Linked DNA regions of Sus scrofa: all the other regions are linked to region 2. The links are chromatin contacts, called in public Hi-C maps. All regions are on one chromosome and are shown on one strand. Each heading gives the region's core, a stretch centred on a gene start, on an enhancer-like site or on the middle of the called end of the contact. The rest is flanking DNA. Distances are from core to core; before and after follow the strand shown.

Region 1 (3,273 bases), core at 121-2,620, 130 kb before region 2:
AATTCAGCAGCGCTTGACAGAACAGGGAAAAGAAGGAAAAATCAATTAGAATTCTGGGGCTAAACTGAGGGACAAGGAAGTTGAGAAACTTCTCAGTGACAAAACTGTGTATCTCAGGAAGGAGAGCTAGAAGTATAATTACTGGAAGTTATGGTGATCAAACCTACACTTCTAGGAGTTCCCATGGAGGTTCAGCAGTAAAGAGCCTGACTAGTATCCAAGAGCATGCAGGTTCCATCCCCGGCCTGCCTCAATGGATTAAGGATCCTGCATTGCCGTGAGCTGTGGTGTAGATCACAGACTCGGGTAGGATCTGGCATGGCTGTGGCGCAGGCCAGCAGCTTCATCTCTGATTCGACCCCTAGCCTGGGAACCTCCACATGTCTGGGGTGCGGCCCTAAAAAGACAAAAAACAAACAAAAACAAAAAACCCTACATTTCTAATATGACCCCAAGCTCATTGGCTTACTTGAACATGATCTTCATTTAGGTTAGATGGGATGTAAATTCTCTCTAGATTCCCCGAAATTCTCTAACTATGTAAAAATATTTCTTCCTGGATGCTGCTTGCACACACTCCTTGCTCTTTCTACACACAAATGACAGGAGGGAAGGGCTGGCAGAAAGAAGCCGGAAGGTAAGGGACCAGAGCTACAACCCAGGCAGCTCTAACACCGCAACTGCAGCACCTGTCCCAGTCTTCGGGCGTCCGTAAAGGAAAGGGAGATCTGTAAGATGACTTTAAGTCACAAAGTGGAGGAGAAACAAGAACAAGGTCAGGAGCTCATGTCCAACTCTCACAACTCTGGTTGCAGGCTATCCCTCTGGGGTGCCCCTGGCGCCAGCCGCGGAAATACGATCAAGTCTGGGTAAAGGTGGCCAGCTAAGGGAATGACAGCCAGGGGAGCTCTAGGTGTGTCCAAGTTGGACTGTCTCCCTCCAGGCAGGCAAAACGTGCCGCTCAAAGAGCATTACGTCAACCAGAACAACCCGGTTACCCCGGCCGCATTCCGCCCTCAATCCACTACTCCATTCCGCCCCACCCTCCCCGTCATCACACGCAAGCACACAAGAGGTCAGAGAGCGATGCCCGCCCTTCCCGGCACAACCTCGGTGTCGCACCTCTAACGGCCTGTCGTAAATACCCGGCAAGAGAGGCCCCGACAGGAAGGGCACGCACGCGGTACACCCTACCCTGCTAGCCGGCGTGCGCGCGCAGATCTCCGAAGCCGGCCCTAGAGACCGGGGCCAATGAGGCGCGGTGACGTCACTGCGTATCAGTCCGCCGGGCCGCACGTGGAGCCGCCAGAGGGCGGAGCTAGTTCGGTTGCACCAACGCCGGTACATAGGCGCGGACCGGCGTGTCCTTGGACCCAGAAAGCGGGACGTCCGGCCTGCGAGTGGTGGCTTGTCTGTTGAGCTCGGCGAAAGAACGGTGAGCCCTGGGTGCGGAGGCCACAGCGGGCGGGAAGCCAAGCCTTGAGGGCGCGCGCTTGCGAGGGCTGCGCGCGGGCGAACTGAGGCCGGGCGGGCCGGGAGTGGCGGCCCCGGACTGCGCCCGGCCACGAGCGGGTGGTCTCCGCTTTGAGCAGGGCCAGGACCCAGCTAGGTAATGGCGTGGTCTGGTCAAGGTCCTGAACGTTTAAAGATGACTTGGTTGTGAACCGTTGCGAGATGCTGGCCCTCGGGACGTCGGGGCTGTGGCAGTGACTGACAAGACTTCCTCCCGAGGGAGGGCGGGGGTGAGGGTGCTGCGCGCGGCGCCTCACGTCTGCTTTCCAAGAGAGCCAACTGCTTTTCCAGTAAATCTTCTTCTTCTGGCCACCTGTTGCGTTTCCTCTTCACCTGTTCAGGCACCTGGGAGACGTAGGTTTCATCCCAGTCTCCTTCAACCCGGCCTGGGTGAATGATCTCGTGGTCGCCCCTGAGACCCCAGGGACGGGGGACCTCGAAGCTTGCTGCTGCCCTCCCAACCCACAGCAAGGCGAAAGTTGGAATTTTTGGTGGTTTGGGTTTAATGTAATCACAGTTCAGCTTAATTAGCTTTGTGACTTTTTGTGACCTTGACCTCATCTTTTGGAATAGTTTTGAACTAGCATCCCACTTTGCTTGCTTGGGCTGTAACTTTTTCGAAGTTCTTCCAAATAGCGTTTTTGCTATAAAAAGTTTTTTCTGTTAAAGAGTCTATTGCAAGTGTAGCGAGTAAAGCATGGTTCAGCCTGGTACTTAGTGTAATAAGTTTGCAATGAATAAGTGACTGGAGTTGATCATTTGTTTCCACTGTATTTTTACTTGCAGAAAAATTAATAAGCTGAGTCTTTCATTTCTAGATTTTAAAATGGGTGATGTTGAGAAGGGCAAGAAGATTTTTGTTCAGAAGTGTGCCCAGTGCCACACTGTAGAAAAGGGAGGCAAGCACAAGACTGGTCCAAACCTCCATGGTCTCTTTGGGCGGAAGACAGGTCAGGCTCCTGGATTCTCTTACACAGATGCCAACAAGAACAAAGGTAAGAGGGGGACCCTCGTGAACAAACCCGAGCACAAATTGCAGGGATGTAACCTATGGTAAATGAACAGTTTTTTGGGAGTGCGACATACTTAATACTGCATCCGTCCTTGTTTAGGCATCACCTGGGGAGAGGAGACACTGATGGAGTACCTGGAGAATCCCAAGAAGTACATCCCTGGAACAAAAATGATCTTCGCTGGCATTAAGAAGAAGGGAGAAAGGGAAGACTTGATAGCTTATCTGAAAAAAGCTACTAATGAGTAAAAGTTGGCCACCGCCTTATTTATTACAAGACCGACATGTCTCATGACTTTTATATGTGTACCATATTTAAATTGATCTCATACTCTAGAATTCAGATCATGTATGGCTGATGGAATGTTTCTGTTGGATGGTCCTGATTTAAATAAGATTGGTTGGTGGCTAAATGAATATGGTCAGCTGTTTGAATTTTAATATTAATTCTAGTTCAACAAGTACTATCACTGTCTTTCCCTTCTACAGAGATGGTTAAACTTGAATGTGGAGTGTTAAACTTTTCAGGAAAATGGTGAATACCTTCTCAGAACCTATAGGAGATTGGTTTTATATTTAGATTTCTATAACTGGTTATATTAATATATTTAAATACTGAGAAGATCCCTTCACTGTCTCATAGAACAGAGCAAGATTCACCTGTGTTTCAAGTTGTGTTCACTAGCCTGTTAAGGCATGAGCCAATGGTAAACTGACAGTGTCCCCTTTATCTTTTTGGTCTTAACTAT
Region 2 (3,283 bases), core at 647-3,146:
AAAAAGCCAAGAACGGAATGATAGTTTCAACAATAAAGCTCTTTGCAAATAACTTCCTTTTGGATTTAAGGCTCTTCTCATGCGCGCGCGCACACACACACACACAAAACAATGCTAATGAAGTAGGGTGAGGGTGGGAGGTGGAGAGAGGAAAAGAAAAAATAAAAGAGCTTGAAAGCAGGAGGACGGAGGAAAGATTGAGCTTCTCTCAGAGAGGAACTGCAGCAAAGTGGAAGAGGGCTGGGAAAACAATGCATCGTCCAGGCGCCTGCCGGTCATGTTCATCGCCCCCCCCACCCCGCCCCGGCGTTGGTCAGGTGCCGGCGGAAGATTTAAAAACCTTCAAGCCATTGGATTTTACATCTTCTCCGAGTGCCAGCGCGGGCAGCACAACGGTGGGTTCGTTCCGCAGCTTGTCGGGATCCTCCCGCCCTCGCTCGCTGCCTGCCAGATCCAAAACAGACAGTCCCAGACATCCTGCGACGGGGATGGTTCCAGAATGCGGAGAACCGAGAGCAATGAATGAAATGTGGATAGTGTGGCTCCTGCAAGAGCGTCAGAAACCTTATTTGGGATCAGTCGGGAGACTGGAAATGCGTCGAGTGCCGTAGGGGGTGGGTAGCGCTGGGATTTCACCTTCTGGAGTCCCTACTCTGTGCCAGGCACCGCGCCTAGCGAGCCACACTCATTGTGCAAGGGAGGTTAGATGGCTCTTCAGGGGAGGCTACATACCTTGCTTTTGCCATTCCCCCTGCCTGGAACGCTCTTTCCGAGACGGGTGTGGCAGATCTTTTCCCTGGTTCAGAAATCTGTGTAAAAGCCACACCCGCTGAAAGGCCCTCGGGGTATTGCACAGCTCTCTGTCACATCTGTCACCACTTTTGAAAGCTCTGTTTAGCAATTACCTCAATGCTCACAGATCTTCGGCCTTTCTCGATTGTTTATATTTGCAGGTGTTCTTCTTTGTTCACGGTCTGTCTCCCTACTAAAGCGAAAGCAGGAGAGCAGAAGCCTGTGGTGCCATTATGCACAGCTTCGAGCTCACAGCTGTTCCGGGAGCACACAGTAGGCGCTCAGTAAATGTTAATTCCCTTTCCATCCCGCCCCCTGCGGCATCCGACACACTGAGCCCAAACTGAGCCCAGGTGATCAACTGCTTTCGTTCCCGCTAGGATCAAAGGGGGCAGAGGAAGGAGCGGGCAGTCAAGTCAGGTGGGCTTTCTCGTCTACCAAGGAACTCCTGCATTTTAATTCTAACTGTGATGCTTTCTCTCTCTTCTAACTGGCGACTGAACTGCATAGAATAACCAACCACATTCCCCTCGGGGCTTCTCCTGGGACCCTGCACCATCTGCACCACTGCCTCTGGATGCTGGAGTCACAGTCTCCCGCCCGGGTCCCAAGCGGATTCTGCTCTCCGTCATCCCATGTTTTTTCCATTCTCCATCCCTTTGCCTCGGTCCGAGTTCCTCAGGAGGTGGCGTCCTCTTTGCCTGTTTGACCAACGTGTCCCCAGAAACCTTGTCCTTAAACCAGCCCCTCCCGTGCCGTCCTCGCTTCTTCCTCCCTCCCTGGCCCGGAAACGCCGCTCCACAAACATTTATTGAGCACCAAGGGAGCGCACTGGGCAGGCGGAAACCCCTTCCCCCAGCCCAGCAGCAGCTCTCACCTCCCTCCCGACCTCGCACCTGTGGGGAACTCGGGTTCCCAACTCCTCTGACTGCATCGCGGAATCAGTCCGCTTCTTCCCGTGCATCTCCCCACCTCCTTTCCCGGGGACGACTCCTGATTGGTGAGAGTTTGGGTCACTCTGCCACCCCTCCCACCCTCCCCGTGTTGCCCCGCCCCGGGGCGGGGGCAGGCTCCTCCTCCTCCTCGCCCGCGCTCCTCCTTCCCCCACCTCCCGCTAATTGCCTAGCTGCGCGCGCGGAGAAGTTCTGGGCAAAGTACTGGGAACCCGAGCTGCGATCGCAGCGTCTGCGATTCGAGCGGGACAGGGGGTGGCGGGCGCCAGGCTGCCCGTGCGTGGCGCGGCCGGGCGGCTGGCGGCGAGTCGCGGTCCGCGCCCCTGTCTCCTGAGGCTGTTGCTGTAGCTGCGCGTTGCGGGGGGACCGGAGAAGCCAGGTTTGCCTCCTGCGTGTGTGGGCGAACCCTGGAGTCGGGCACCGGGGAACTAGGCGGCGTCCCCGGGGGCAGAGCGCGCAGGTAAGCACCTGGACGCCCGACCGAATGGTGTCGGGGTGTAGTGGGGGCCGGGCGCTGGTGCGGGCTCGGAAGGACTGTGGTTTGGGGGGCGCCGCGTCTCGGCAGGACTGGAGTCGGCCTCCTGTCGCCCCAGGGAAGAGTCGGTTAGTGGGGGCAGTCCCGAGTTGGGGAGATCGCCCGCGGTGCCGGCCTCCCGGGGATTAGGGCCCCGAAGGCTGCCCACCCTGGAGTGCCGTCCTTAGGAGGGGCGGTGTGACCAGGATTGGTGGCAAGAAGGCACGGAGGCCAGGTCCCGGCGCCGGAGGATGCGGGGCGGAGAGACTGTTCTGGGCAGCCGGGAGGCGCGGCGCCCGGGGCGGGAGGCACAGGAAACCAGCTGAATTGGGCCGAGCGCTAGTAGGCTTCACCACATCCGCGGGATGGGGCTCTCCGGGGGGACCCGGGCGGCGCTGTCCTTTTAGGCTCGGGGCTTGCTCTCCTGCCCGCGCCCGGCCTGCTGCGCTCCCCGGTGCCCCGGTTGGGGGCTGAGAGCACGTTCCTCCTTCCCAGCACTCTGGGAAGCTCTTGCAGCTTCTGGAGTCCCAGATGGGCATTGTTGTAGATCGTCCGGGTATTTCTGAAGCCAGGGCGCGCGCCTCCCTCTTTTGGTAATGCAACTTGCCAGCCACCTTCTGGACACCTGCATTCCCTCTCTCCGTCTCACAAACTACCAGCCTCCCCCTAGTCAGGACTCTGACCTGATGGAGCTGGGAAGTTGTCGCTTGCGATTTGTCTGGGGACTGTGTCGAGGTGTATCTGCAGCCACCCCCCCCTCCTCCCCGCCCTGTGTTGCACTGATCCTCCGAGTTTGAGTACTGGGATGAGGGCATTTAGAAAGATTTTAAGCTGCAGCCTAGCCTACAAAAGAGAATCATTCACAGATGCATAAAGGTGTCGGTCTAACTTCTGATCTAGCTATACCCTCAAGCATCATACAAGATGAGGTCCCCCTTCTGGCCCAAGGAGGCCACTTCGGCAGGCATGCGCCGAAATGCCCCGAGGCCTAATGACCATCCGCTCCACCAACCTGTTGGCTCAC
Region 3 (3,280 bases), core at 481-2,980, 160 kb after region 2:
CTAAGCTTATGAGAGACTGAGATATAGACCAGCAGGCTTCAGTATGCCTTTTTTATGAAAATTAGACCTGTCATTAGAGCAGCCCAACCAGGAATACTTTCCCTGCAGACAGATTACTTGAGAAGCCAAAATCAAAGTCATCAAGTGAGTGCACAGGTAAGGAGAGCTGGCTCTTCAGTTCAGTGTGTCAGGCTGTCCCCTGCCCCAGGACTGGGAGGGCTTTGGCCCAGAGGAGACGCATCGATTCAGCCTCCTGCGCTCCCTCTCCCACCCTACTGTCTATGCGCCCAGCGCACCCACTGCATGAAGCCTTCTCGGGGAACACATCTAAGGAGAGCGCCAGAGCGTTTGTTCCGTTTCCCGCTGGAACCTGCCAGCCTGGCTCTTCCTGCTTCTGGCCCTGGAGACAGTCTATTATGGAAACAGCGTGACGCTGCCCTTGTCCATCGTGTGAGCTTTCAGAGTTCGGGGGCGTCTTTGCTTTCTTGCCCCTCTCTGCAATGAGTAGGGGTTACTGAATGACTAATAAACTGAGCCGGACCTCTAAATTCGTATTTCGAGGTGGAATTTTATTCTAAGAACACCGAGAGAAATCCTATCTGCAACTGAAAGGACATGGAAAGAGACAAAGGTACCCAACTTTTAGCTTTTCTACTGAGTTTTCCAGACCACAGGGGCAGGTGCTTTGGAAAGCGGTGTCTCTCTTTTTCCTCCAAGCCCTTGGCCTTTGTTGCCCGTGGTTTTGGTGGGGGTGGGGAGGCTTGGAGTCATCAGGGGCAAAGGGAGTTTGCTTCAGAGTTCAGCTCCATGGAAGCTTGCCCCCAGTACATCATTTCTCACCTAAAAGACCCCAAAATTCGGGCTAAAAATGGCTCATGGCGTCAGGAAGCGGAGAAAGCAGTTGCTGTTCGAATGTTCCTTGTCACAGTTAACGAGCATCATGCTGCAGGGCGCGTTACGCTTTTCACATTTGTACGGGGTCTTCTTTGGTCTTCACATACCCCGTGTGGCAGGTGAGGCACCCGAGGCCTGGCCCCTCTGGGCTCCGGCGCCCCTCCACTGACACCCTCGGTTGCCACCCCAGCATCCTCTCTCCCCCACCTTTTTTTGGTGTCTCTTAACATAGGTTTAGTTACTGTGCTCAGAGCTGCCAGAGGCATCAGCTGCCCCTGTGAAAACAGCCTTTCGTAGACTGTTCAGACTCTGAGGTTTTGCTTGTCCTTGTCCCTTCAACTTTCATCCTCCCGACTCAAGCAGGACTTTGTTCTCCACTCCCGTTGGGGGCTGGCCAGGAGCCTTTGTGAACAAGGAACGTTCAGGAATCAATCATAAACATTCCAGTCTCATGTTCTAACCTCTGACTGTTCCACCCTCTCAGGGAGGGGTTTCCTCTCTGCCAAGAAATCTGATTCAGCCTTGGTTTTCCAAGTATGCCAGAAAGGGGAACATTCCGAAGGAAAGACTTTCTTTCCCTCCGCAGGGCCAAGTATGGTCCTGGTAGGTTACCCTCACTGATGCTCTGGCTGCCTGGCTGGAGCTTCATCAGGGACCCGCTGGCTCAGAAAATTCATTTCAGGAGTTCCCGTCATGGCTCAGGAGTAATAAACCCGACTAGTATCATGAAGATGCAGGTTCAGTCCATGGGGGCCCTCTCAGTGGGTTAAGGATCTGGTATTGCCGTGAGCTGGGGTGTAGGTCAGATGTGGCTCAGATCCCACGTGGCTGTGGCTGTAGTGTAGGCTGGCGGCTATAGCTCCAGTTCGCCCCCTAGCCTGGGAATTTCCATATGCTGTGGGTGCAGCTCTAAAAATAAAAGAAAGAGGAAATCCATTTCAGTTCACTTTGCTTCTTTTTTGTGCCTTTGGGAAAAGCTTGGTGTCTCTAAAGGATATGCAGTTAAGCTATTGTCTAAAAGTGGCTTTTCCTAATTGCCTGGCGCTTCAGGCGTCAGATCACTGTTCGAGTCATTTTAACCATTATCCACCCAGCCACCTGCTGTTGAGTTTCTGACAGAAAAGCTGAGCAGAGTTGTTGAAAGTTACTAAAAGGTAAGAGATTCAAATGAAGTATTTTTTCCTTTGCTTCCTGGCTCAGCCTTCTTCTTTTTCTGTTAATCATTAGAACTCTGAACACACATTCTTGGCTGGACTTGAAAATACCATACCTATCACCTACCTCTCTGCACACCCACCTGACCCTCTCAAGAGTCCTTTTATTTACTAGTAGGCAGGGTTGTTTACTTCTGATAAAAGTGGCAGCTTATTTAAAGACTTTATCAAGGGGAAATTCAAGCTGTTCAAATAAAACTCGGAATTCTTGTGGCTCAGTGGTTAATGAAACTGATTGGCATCCATGAGGATGCCAGTTCGATCCCTGGCCTCGATCCGTGAGTTAAGGATCCGGCATTGCCACTGCTCAGACTTTGAGTTGCTGTGGCTGTGCTGTAGGCTGGCAGCTATGGCTCTGACTTGACCCCTAGCCTGGGAACCTCCATATGCCGTGGGTGCAGCTCTAAAAAGACAAAAAGACAAAAAAAAAAAAAAAGGCAATAAATCAACTGTAAGGTGACTCAACCAGTGCTTTCCCATTTTTAGGTCAAGTCATTATTTAACTTTTTTTTTTTAAAGAAATTGTGTTTATCAAAGAAAACTCTATGCTTAACTCTAAACTTAGTGGAAGAGAAAATAATTGGCAACTGTATTTTCCCCAAAACTGGGCCTTGGCATCATCCTTAAGAGCTTCCTTCTATAATCCACATGCTACTCATCAGCAAATCCCAAGGTCTTCCTTGCAAAGCCAGCCAATGTCACTGCCTCTGCTGCTGGTGCTGGCCACTGAGCCTGGCATTGATGACCAGGCTTGTGCAGTAGTCTCATTAACCAGTCTCTTGTTTCCATAGCCTGTTTCTCACCCAGCAGCCAGATTATCTCTCTCCGGATTCCCCAAGTCACGTGGGATCAAATCTCACAGTCCACGAAACCCTCCTGGACGCCGCCCCGCCCCGTATCATGCCCCCTCCCACTTCCCCTCACTCGGCTTCAGCCACACTGGCCTTTTGGGCTTTTCCTAAAACACACCGAGCATTTGCCAACCCTGGGCAGCGGCTGTGTGTTCTGACCTGGACACACTCCCTCAGCTGAGTGGGTGGTTAGTTGCCTTGTTTCTCTTGCCCTGGAAAGGTCCTACCCCTCCTGCCCCATCTGGGATACACTCCCCCTCGGCATCCCTCCACCCCATCCTTGCCGCATCCCCCTCCACATGTTACTCCTGGTAGATGCTC

Evidence for each region. Hi-C and Micro-C count contacts between places; a contact is called where the count stands out from the background.
Region 1: a contact with region 2 is called in a Hi-C map of liver, with 3 times the contacts expected there. The contact joins the promoter of CYCS here to the promoter of OSBPL3 in region 2. A contact is called at or near these places in 3 of 47 Hi-C or Micro-C datasets (liver and skeletal muscle) and 2 of 2 datasets of contacts at active chromatin or transcription factors (alveolar macrophages and skeletal muscle).
Region 3: a Hi-C map of embryonic fibroblasts shows a contact between it and region 2, with 2.0 times the contacts expected there. The contact joins the enhancer-like site here to the promoter of OSBPL3 in region 2. A contact is called at or near these places in 2 of 5 promoter capture datasets (fetal skeletal muscle and liver), 4 of 47 Hi-C or Micro-C datasets (brain, embryonic fibroblasts and liver) and 1 of 2 datasets of contacts at active chromatin or transcription factors (alveolar macrophages).

Annotation. Positions count from the first base shown.
Region 1 is chr18:47,168,551-47,171,823 of Sscrofa11.1, forward strand. It overlaps CYCS (cytochrome c, somatic), which reads left to right and starts at 1,371. Exons shown (of 3, transcript NM_001129970.1): 1 at 1,371-1,435; 2 at 2,331-2,507; 3 at 2,625-3,273. The coding sequence starts at 2,339. The coding sequence ends at 2,773.
Region 2 is chr18:47,296,407-47,299,689 of Sscrofa11.1, forward strand. It overlaps OSBPL3 (oxysterol-binding protein-related protein 3), which reads left to right and starts at 1,897. Exons shown (of 23, transcript XM_021079019.1): 1 at 1,897-2,205.
Region 3 is chr18:47,460,776-47,464,055 of Sscrofa11.1, forward strand. The region is part of intron 16 of OSBPL3 (oxysterol-binding protein-related protein 3); the gene reads left to right. Among named protein-coding and RNA genes, the nearest start is that of DFNA5, 62 kb to the right of the region's middle. Within about 2 kb of position 1,731, at least 30 of the 83 cell types and tissues checked have an H3K27ac peak or open chromatin away from gene starts, as enhancers often do. A contact at or near this core is called in embryonic fibroblasts and liver, where this site is marked.